Linked DNA regions of Mus musculus: region 1 is linked to region 2. The links are chromatin contacts, called in public capture Hi-C maps. All regions are on one chromosome and are shown on one strand. The core of a region is the stretch at or near the end of the contact, and the rest is flanking DNA. Distances in the headings are between cores, read along the strand shown. Region 1 overlaps Hdac9 (histone deacetylase 9). Region 2 has its middle 140 kb from the start of Gm23529.

Region 1 (3,472 bases), core at 30-2,529, 610 kb after region 2:
TCGGGCTTCTGTGTTGTGAGGAATGTATGTACATAACACTGAAACTTAACACTGGTAAATGATCTGCCTACCTCAAAGTGAAGCTGCTGCCTTCCTACAGTGGCCTTTAACCCTGCCCTTTCCTCCAATCTGAGAAGAGCTGATGTTGATGGAACATATAATGGCCCCTTTCCTGTGTAGTAAAGTCAGCAATAAAGCTTAGTAATTAAGGGTACCAGGGAGGCCCAGCCCAGCAGGCTAGCGGTGTGGCGAACACTTTCAGAACTTCAAACAATATCAAAGTCACTGAGAAATGGGCCTAGCTCAGTTCTGGTTTGAATTAAGCCTCACTTCCACACGCACTTTTCAAATCCAAGCTCAAACAAGAAAGCCAAGGCCTTCTGGATTTCATTAGAGCCAATTATCTTATCTGTTTCATCTCAGGCCTGACCCTAAGGCTGGCAAACAGCTATTCAGTGCATTTGTGTGGTTGTTTGAGAAAGCCTCCAGTCAGCCAATGGCCCGAGGACCTGCTAATTAAAACACCGTTGCCCCCCTGCCTCTAGTGATTAAATATTTTCAAGCTTTTGTAAATAATTTTTCCATTCTTTGCCCCAAGCCTCAAAGGTCCAATACATGCAGTAATTTATTTAGTTTGTCAGAGAATACTGTTGGAAATAGGGTCATAATGGGACCTTTGGAAACTTTTATACGTCTTCATACTTCTGAAAGTGACAGTTTATAAACCAGCCCAATGTGTATACTGTTTCTGATGTAATTATGTCCTAATGGCCTTTCTCCTTTTGAAGTAATATAGTGTATAACAGGCTTACATTTTGTCAATAATCATATTTCCTCAAATGTCTACTTGATATCTAGAGTCAGAATTTAATGAGATCATTTAGGGCCTAGAAATTGTATCAAGGTACTTCGGCTTTTCATTTTTTGCTGGAGGCTGGGTCACAGCCCTAGATTAGCTCTGGAAGAAGACAGCTAAACAATGAAAAGGCCTCTTACTTGCTGTCTGTGAGGACCTGGTGGCAAACACTGAACTTTCTCCAGAGTCAAATCCTAACAAATTCGCAAGCGACCAATGTGCCGGTGAAGCTATAAGAGAAGGGCTATTCAGAGAGAAGAACCTCAAGCATTAGAATCACTGAATTCAAAATACTCCTGGGCCTAATGTGTGCTGGGAAAAAAAATCTGAGATGAAGTTTCCTGGCAAACAGACTATGAAGAATCCGAAGACAATAAGGCCTATCTCTCCCACTCAGATATACACTGAAACACAAAAGGGCCTGGTAAACACTCCGAGAAACTCACATACTTCATTGCCTCCCATGATCCCAGGGCCACGTGCAGAGAAGTGTATGTGACTGGAAACAAAATCCCCTACAACAGAGGCAGACAGAGCAGATGACCACAGACAGACACCGTTCTCGTCTCCTGGCTGGGGCACAGCCATCCTCAAGTATGGCTCTTACAGCCAATCCAGTCACCTTTTATTAGAGGAAAATAAAAAAAGGAGAATTTTGTTTGTTGTTGTTGTTGCTCTTTTTGAAGTATTACAAGAAGAAATTTCAGCTCATTAGCTGCATCCAGTGTGCATTAAACACACCCATGAAAAGGAACTATTCCGCTGAACAGCTCTGCCTCTGTTGTTCTTAAAGTGACACTTTGGTCCTACTCTAAATAATGGGCTTTTAATAAAAACATTCACCAAAGGCAAACAATTAAACAATACATAAAGCACCAGGGGGCAGCCTTGTGGTTCAGTTACAGTTAGAAGTCCTTCCCAAGGAGAGCATGCAGACATTTTATAAGACAATACACTTCACCAAAGATTACGAGAGAAGAAAATTTCAGGTTGCATCTCGTGAGCCCTTCTTGATCCAGGATTTTGTGTTTGCCCTTGACCATAGCATGAAGCCTTTCCTACCTTGTAGCTTCCCAAGCCTATTGACCCTATTGGGTCTTACATGCTCTTCTACAACAAAGACAAGATATTGAAAGCGGTACTGCAAATTAAGGAGCAATGGCTTATCATATAATTGTTTAATTTTACATTTTCAAAAAAACAAAAAAAAACCCTCAACAGAATGGAATATATTCGCATACCTTGGGCAGAGTTTAGTTCTCTGTAGAAATTAATGTGCTGCATAAAGAGGTTGATACGACTCACCCTCATCTTTTCCACCTGCTGGGTCACCGAGCGTAATTATATTTGCTGGAGAGATGTTATATTTCTGAAATGATATTTTTACTGTAGAATTTCTGAACACCCAAAAGGTTAAAGTGACAGAAATGTGTCTGGGGTAGGGACTGGCAAGCATTAAGTCAGACTGGAGCAGCAGAGCATCTAAAAGACAGTGTCTAAAACTGGAGGTACAGAGGAGAGAACATATTTCAACTTACACTCATCTTATTCCATATCAGGTTTTGAACAAGCCACATTTTAATTTTTTTGCGTTTGGCTCCTGTTTCATTAAAAGTGTTCATTTGTTTCTCAAATTCAGTCTACATCGGTAACTTCAATACTGCTATTATTTCATGAATGTGTGACCCAGCCAAAAATTCACATCCTAAGGAATCCAACATTTTGATTTTAAGTGCAATAAGGCATATCCCTTTATCACAGAAGATAATATATGAATGTGTTTTAAAAGTAAAATGTCCTCAATTTGAGATGTGGATAGATTTAAAATTCTGCTGAGCTTCAAGACAGACTCAATCATTAATCTCTCTTCATGGTTCCTGTATTATGAAATATGAGCCACTATGGTAGGAATGCTTTTTACCATCTTCCTCTTGCAGTTCATACACACACTGTCTTCCATGTGGCTTTCCATCAATCTGTTCCTCTGAATGCGTTTAGACAACCAGCACCCACTTCTGCTGTGCCCACAAGAAAGATGGGCAGATTTCTACCAGATACAAGGCTAAGCTTTTGCCTTCCCGAGGGGTGCCAGAGGAGTTTAAATGCCTACGTAAATGAGAACAGATGTTGATTTGCAAGTTTCATCCATAACATCAAATCATGGGGATAAAAGTTGGAAAACTGAGTCCACCATCCAGGTGTTTGTGCCCCACAAATATTGGAACTGTCCCTGAAAATGCTGCCACTACATCATGTGCGTCTCTCAAACCTGCCTGCCCTTCAGGCTCCTGGAGAAGACGAAATTTCAGGAGTATGATTTCCCCACTGGAGGAAGTCAATGAATAAATTCCCCATAGTAAATCATAATATTTATTTAGTTCTCACAAAAGGACTACAAATTTATACTCATGGTATATTGTAATGCTCTGTTTTTCCCATGTTAGTTATCATCCCAATATATCTAGTTTTGGCAAGCTTTAGATGTAAAATCATGGAATGAGAAAAGAACTTTTTTTTTTTTTTTAAACAGCCACACTAAGAATCAAAGACATTGTACTGTGGGAGCTGTTGGCTGAGTGAGTTTAGTTTAGGCCAGACCAGAGCTTTCCCTTGGCT
Region 2 (3,487 bases), core at 380-2,879:
GTTATTTATCCTGCCTAACTGAAACTCTACCCTTTGGCCAACATAGCCCCATGCTCTTCCTCGGCAGTCTTCACTGAGCACCGTTCTCCTGTCTGCTTCTGAGGTTGTGGGACTAAAAGGTGAACTTTTGATTGTTTACTTAAATTATTTAACAGTCTATATAGAAACAAGGTCATGAAACATTTGACTGGATTATTTTATGACGCATAATGTTCCCCAGTTTCATCTCAGTTGTTGAAAATGTCAAAAAGAATTTTTTTTCAAGTTGACTAACATTGCATCATCCCAAAATAGCACATTTCCTTAATCCATTCCATCTGCTGAGGGATCCTTGGATTGGCTCCATATCTTGGCTTATGTGGATAGTTCTGTAGTGAACAGGGATTAGGATGCAGATATCTTTTCAACATACTGATTTCAATTTCCTTGAGGAGCTAGCAGTAAGCAAGATTTCTGGTCGTATGGTAGTTCGGTTACGAGTTCCAGGAGGAACACAGTATGGTCTTCCATAATGGATATTCTAATTTACATTTCTCTCAACGCCACACAAAGACTCCCCTTTCTCCATGTCTTCATTAACACCCATCTAGTGTTCAGATCCTAGATGGCTTAGCAGGCAGGGGTAACCCCTCAGTGTGGTTTTGATCTTCATTTCCTTGATGATTAATGACATGGAGCAGGCTTCATGCATTCGCTAATTTGTTTCTCCTCCTTGGAAGAATGAGAGTCTTTTGTCATTTTAAAAACCAGGCTGTTTGTTTATCACATTACTGAGTTGGGTGAATTTCTGAAATATTTTGGCTTTGAATTTTTTGTCACATACATGGTATATAGGGAATTTTTTCTAGTCCATAGATTGTCTCTTCTGATTTCTAAGCTTTATCATGCAGATTCTTAGATCACTTCAAGCCGTTGGCAGAAACAGCCTATTCTTGTAGCAAAGTGGAGCACTTTTCACAAGTTTGTATTGCAGAGAGGGATTCTAATTAAAAAAAAAAAAAAACCCTCTGTGGCTGCATGTGGACTTTTTAGGATAAAATAGGTTCCTGGAGGACTTAGCTACATCTGTGTTGACCTTGGTAATTGAATCCTTGCTGCTGAGTAATACCCAATGCCCCACGGTGTTGCACTAATTCAGGATCTGCTCAATTAAAAGGACTTTCTTTAATTCCCCGAATAAGCACTTGCAGAATCATGGAGGAGAAACCTAGAAAGTGATGAGATTGATGTGTGGCTGACCCCTCAAAATCCAGCAAAAACATTCAAGTCACCTGCTCTCTGCACTCTTTTACTTTTTTCAGACTGAGGAAGAACAAGGTGTCCAGAAATCTGAGAGACTTTTCCAAAGACCTCTGAAGCTGTGATCGCTAAGGAAGGGGGATGCGTTATTAAAAAACCACAACCGAAGCAATGATTTTTTTTTCCCCTATTCAGAAACAGTACTGAGTTTGCCAGCAGCTAGGCGGGACAGCTTTTTAGGCAAGGCCAGGACTCTCTAAGAACAATCTTTGTTTCTAAACAGAAAGGATTTTGTCTTCTCGAGGCAGGAAACCCAATGCAGAGCTTATGCAGAGATATATTTTCCACCATGTGGCCTGGACAATAAACACGGGTCTTTTGATCTGTGTAGCAATACTGGTGGAGCTGGAGTTCTGAGAGCAGAGAAATGGGAAACAAATCTGCCAGAGGTGAGTCTGTGCCCTGGGGTTCTTTTGCATGGCTAAAGTTCACCAAGGAAAGCCAGGGAGATTTCAAATAAACATGTCTAAAGGGGTCGTAAAAATCTCAACCAGCCTGATAGCTTAAATCCCTAATGTCAAAACACAGAAACGCATGGCCAGCGTCACATGAAACTTCTTTGCCCTCAGGTTTATAAATTAAATCTGCTTCAGACTCCTATTTTTTACAAGGATACGGGTCTAAGTGCCCCTCCTCCCCGCCAGCATCTTCTTCCTGCTCAGAATAACAGCTGATTTATCTTCCTCTTAATGCAGGGGGAGTCATTTTGTGACAAAACAACAAAAGAGAGATACTAACGGCGAATCATTTCTAATTTTCATTAGGTCATAGCTATGTGCCGTTGTCACAATACCCGCCATGGCCTTTCAACCCGCTGCTTTAAAAATCTTATCCTAAAAAAATCTCTACAATCCATTATTGTACGCGCTGCCTTCATTTTCACATCAAAATGCCACGGGGAACAGGGCCGGCTTGAGCTGTGTTGAAACAGAACACGTTATTAGGAAACGTGAGTGGGCTGAAGTGGGGCTCCCCGTGGAGCTGGCTTGGCAGAGTTCGAGTGCCCGGCTCAACCTAATATTAGAATTGAGTCATCAGTTTACCCACACAGCAGGGCCTGCACTTTGTACGGCTCCTTCTGAGCACCTCCGCTCCTGACCAAAGCGTCCAGTTTAGGGTCTATAATTAATAACGGAGCGAAAGGAATCCCTCATTTATTTTGAGAAGCGTTTCATTATTCATAAATTCCTCAGTTACTGTTTGATAAATAATAAGACACAAATAAACTCTACCCTATAGAAAGGTGGGTTGTGTGTTCAGTGTGATTTATCTCCAGGAGTGGCCAGAGGCATTCAGGGGAAAAAAAAAAGTAAGCTTGCTCTTTTTCATCCAATAAGAGAAATGTGACTGTCAGAACTTTCATGGGCTACTGCCCCTGCGTTAAAAGGTTGTTTCAAAGATAAAATTCAGTAACTGTTGTGCATCCATATAGAGTACGTTTGACTCATTGTGACCTTTTAATGGTGCAGATTTTATTAAACATCAGGGTCAAAATACGCTAAAGATTCCTTCCTTGCTTTAAGCACTAACAGACAAGTGCAATTTATTTTTATTTTAGTTCACACACTAAATCTAAGAGATACAGGCACCATTTTAAAAGGAAACTCAAAACCAGTAAATAAGATTTTCATTACAGCTTCAGAATGCCCTGGGGATACAACATCAAACAGTCGGGTCCATACTAGAGCACTCTTCTCAAGAGGATATAGCTCCTTATTTAATAATGGGGGTGAGGGTGAGAGAGGGGGCGGTTCAGCAGTTAAAAGCATGCGCTGACTATTCTTGCAGAGGAACTGAGTTCAGCTCCAGGAACACCGAACAGCTTCCAGCCACCTATAACTCCAGCTGCAGGAATCCACAGACTCTGGCCTCTTCTGTCACCTGTGCTCACTGGTGCACACTTACTCGCATAGATAACTTGCACTTTCTATTATTCTTTGTTTTGTTTTTGTTTTTCCTAATTTTATATTACTTTGTTTTTTTCTAAACAATTAACCATCAAATAATTTTCAGTTTACAATTAATTTCCTGTTTTATTTTTCTTACTGCTCTCAGCTACTCTAGTGTTTCTGTTTGTTGTACTCTCTGAATTGTTTTACCTTTTTTTTTTTTTAATTTAGATGCATGCTTAATTTTCACCTATTTGTTCCCCCCTTAGAAGGATTGAGAGTAAGAACTGCGACAGAAG

The links. Capture Hi-C pulls out chosen DNA fragments and counts their contacts.
Region 1: a capture Hi-C map of embryonic tail shows a contact between it and region 2, with 4 times the contacts expected there. The contact joins two enhancer-like sites. A contact is called at or near these places in 2 of 484 Hi-C or Micro-C datasets (the N1E-115 cell line and cranial neural crest) and 1 of 9 other capture datasets (embryonic tail).

Annotation. Positions count from the first base shown.
Region 1 is chr12:34,199,937-34,203,408 of GRCm38.p6, forward strand. The region is part of intron 23 of Hdac9 (histone deacetylase 9); the gene reads right to left. Among named protein-coding and RNA genes, the nearest start is that of Gm51984, 13 kb to the right of the region's middle. Within about 2 kb of position 1,280, at least 29 of the 459 cell types and tissues checked have an H3K27ac peak or open chromatin away from gene starts, as enhancers often do. A contact at or near this core is called in the N1E-115 cell line, where this site is marked.
Region 2 is chr12:33,590,887-33,594,373 of GRCm38.p6, forward strand. No RefSeq gene overlaps it. Among named protein-coding and RNA genes, the nearest start is that of Gm23529, 140 kb to the left of the region's middle. Within about 2 kb of position 1,630, at least 24 of the 459 cell types and tissues checked have an H3K27ac peak or open chromatin away from gene starts, as enhancers often do. A contact at or near this core is called in the N1E-115 cell line, where this site is marked.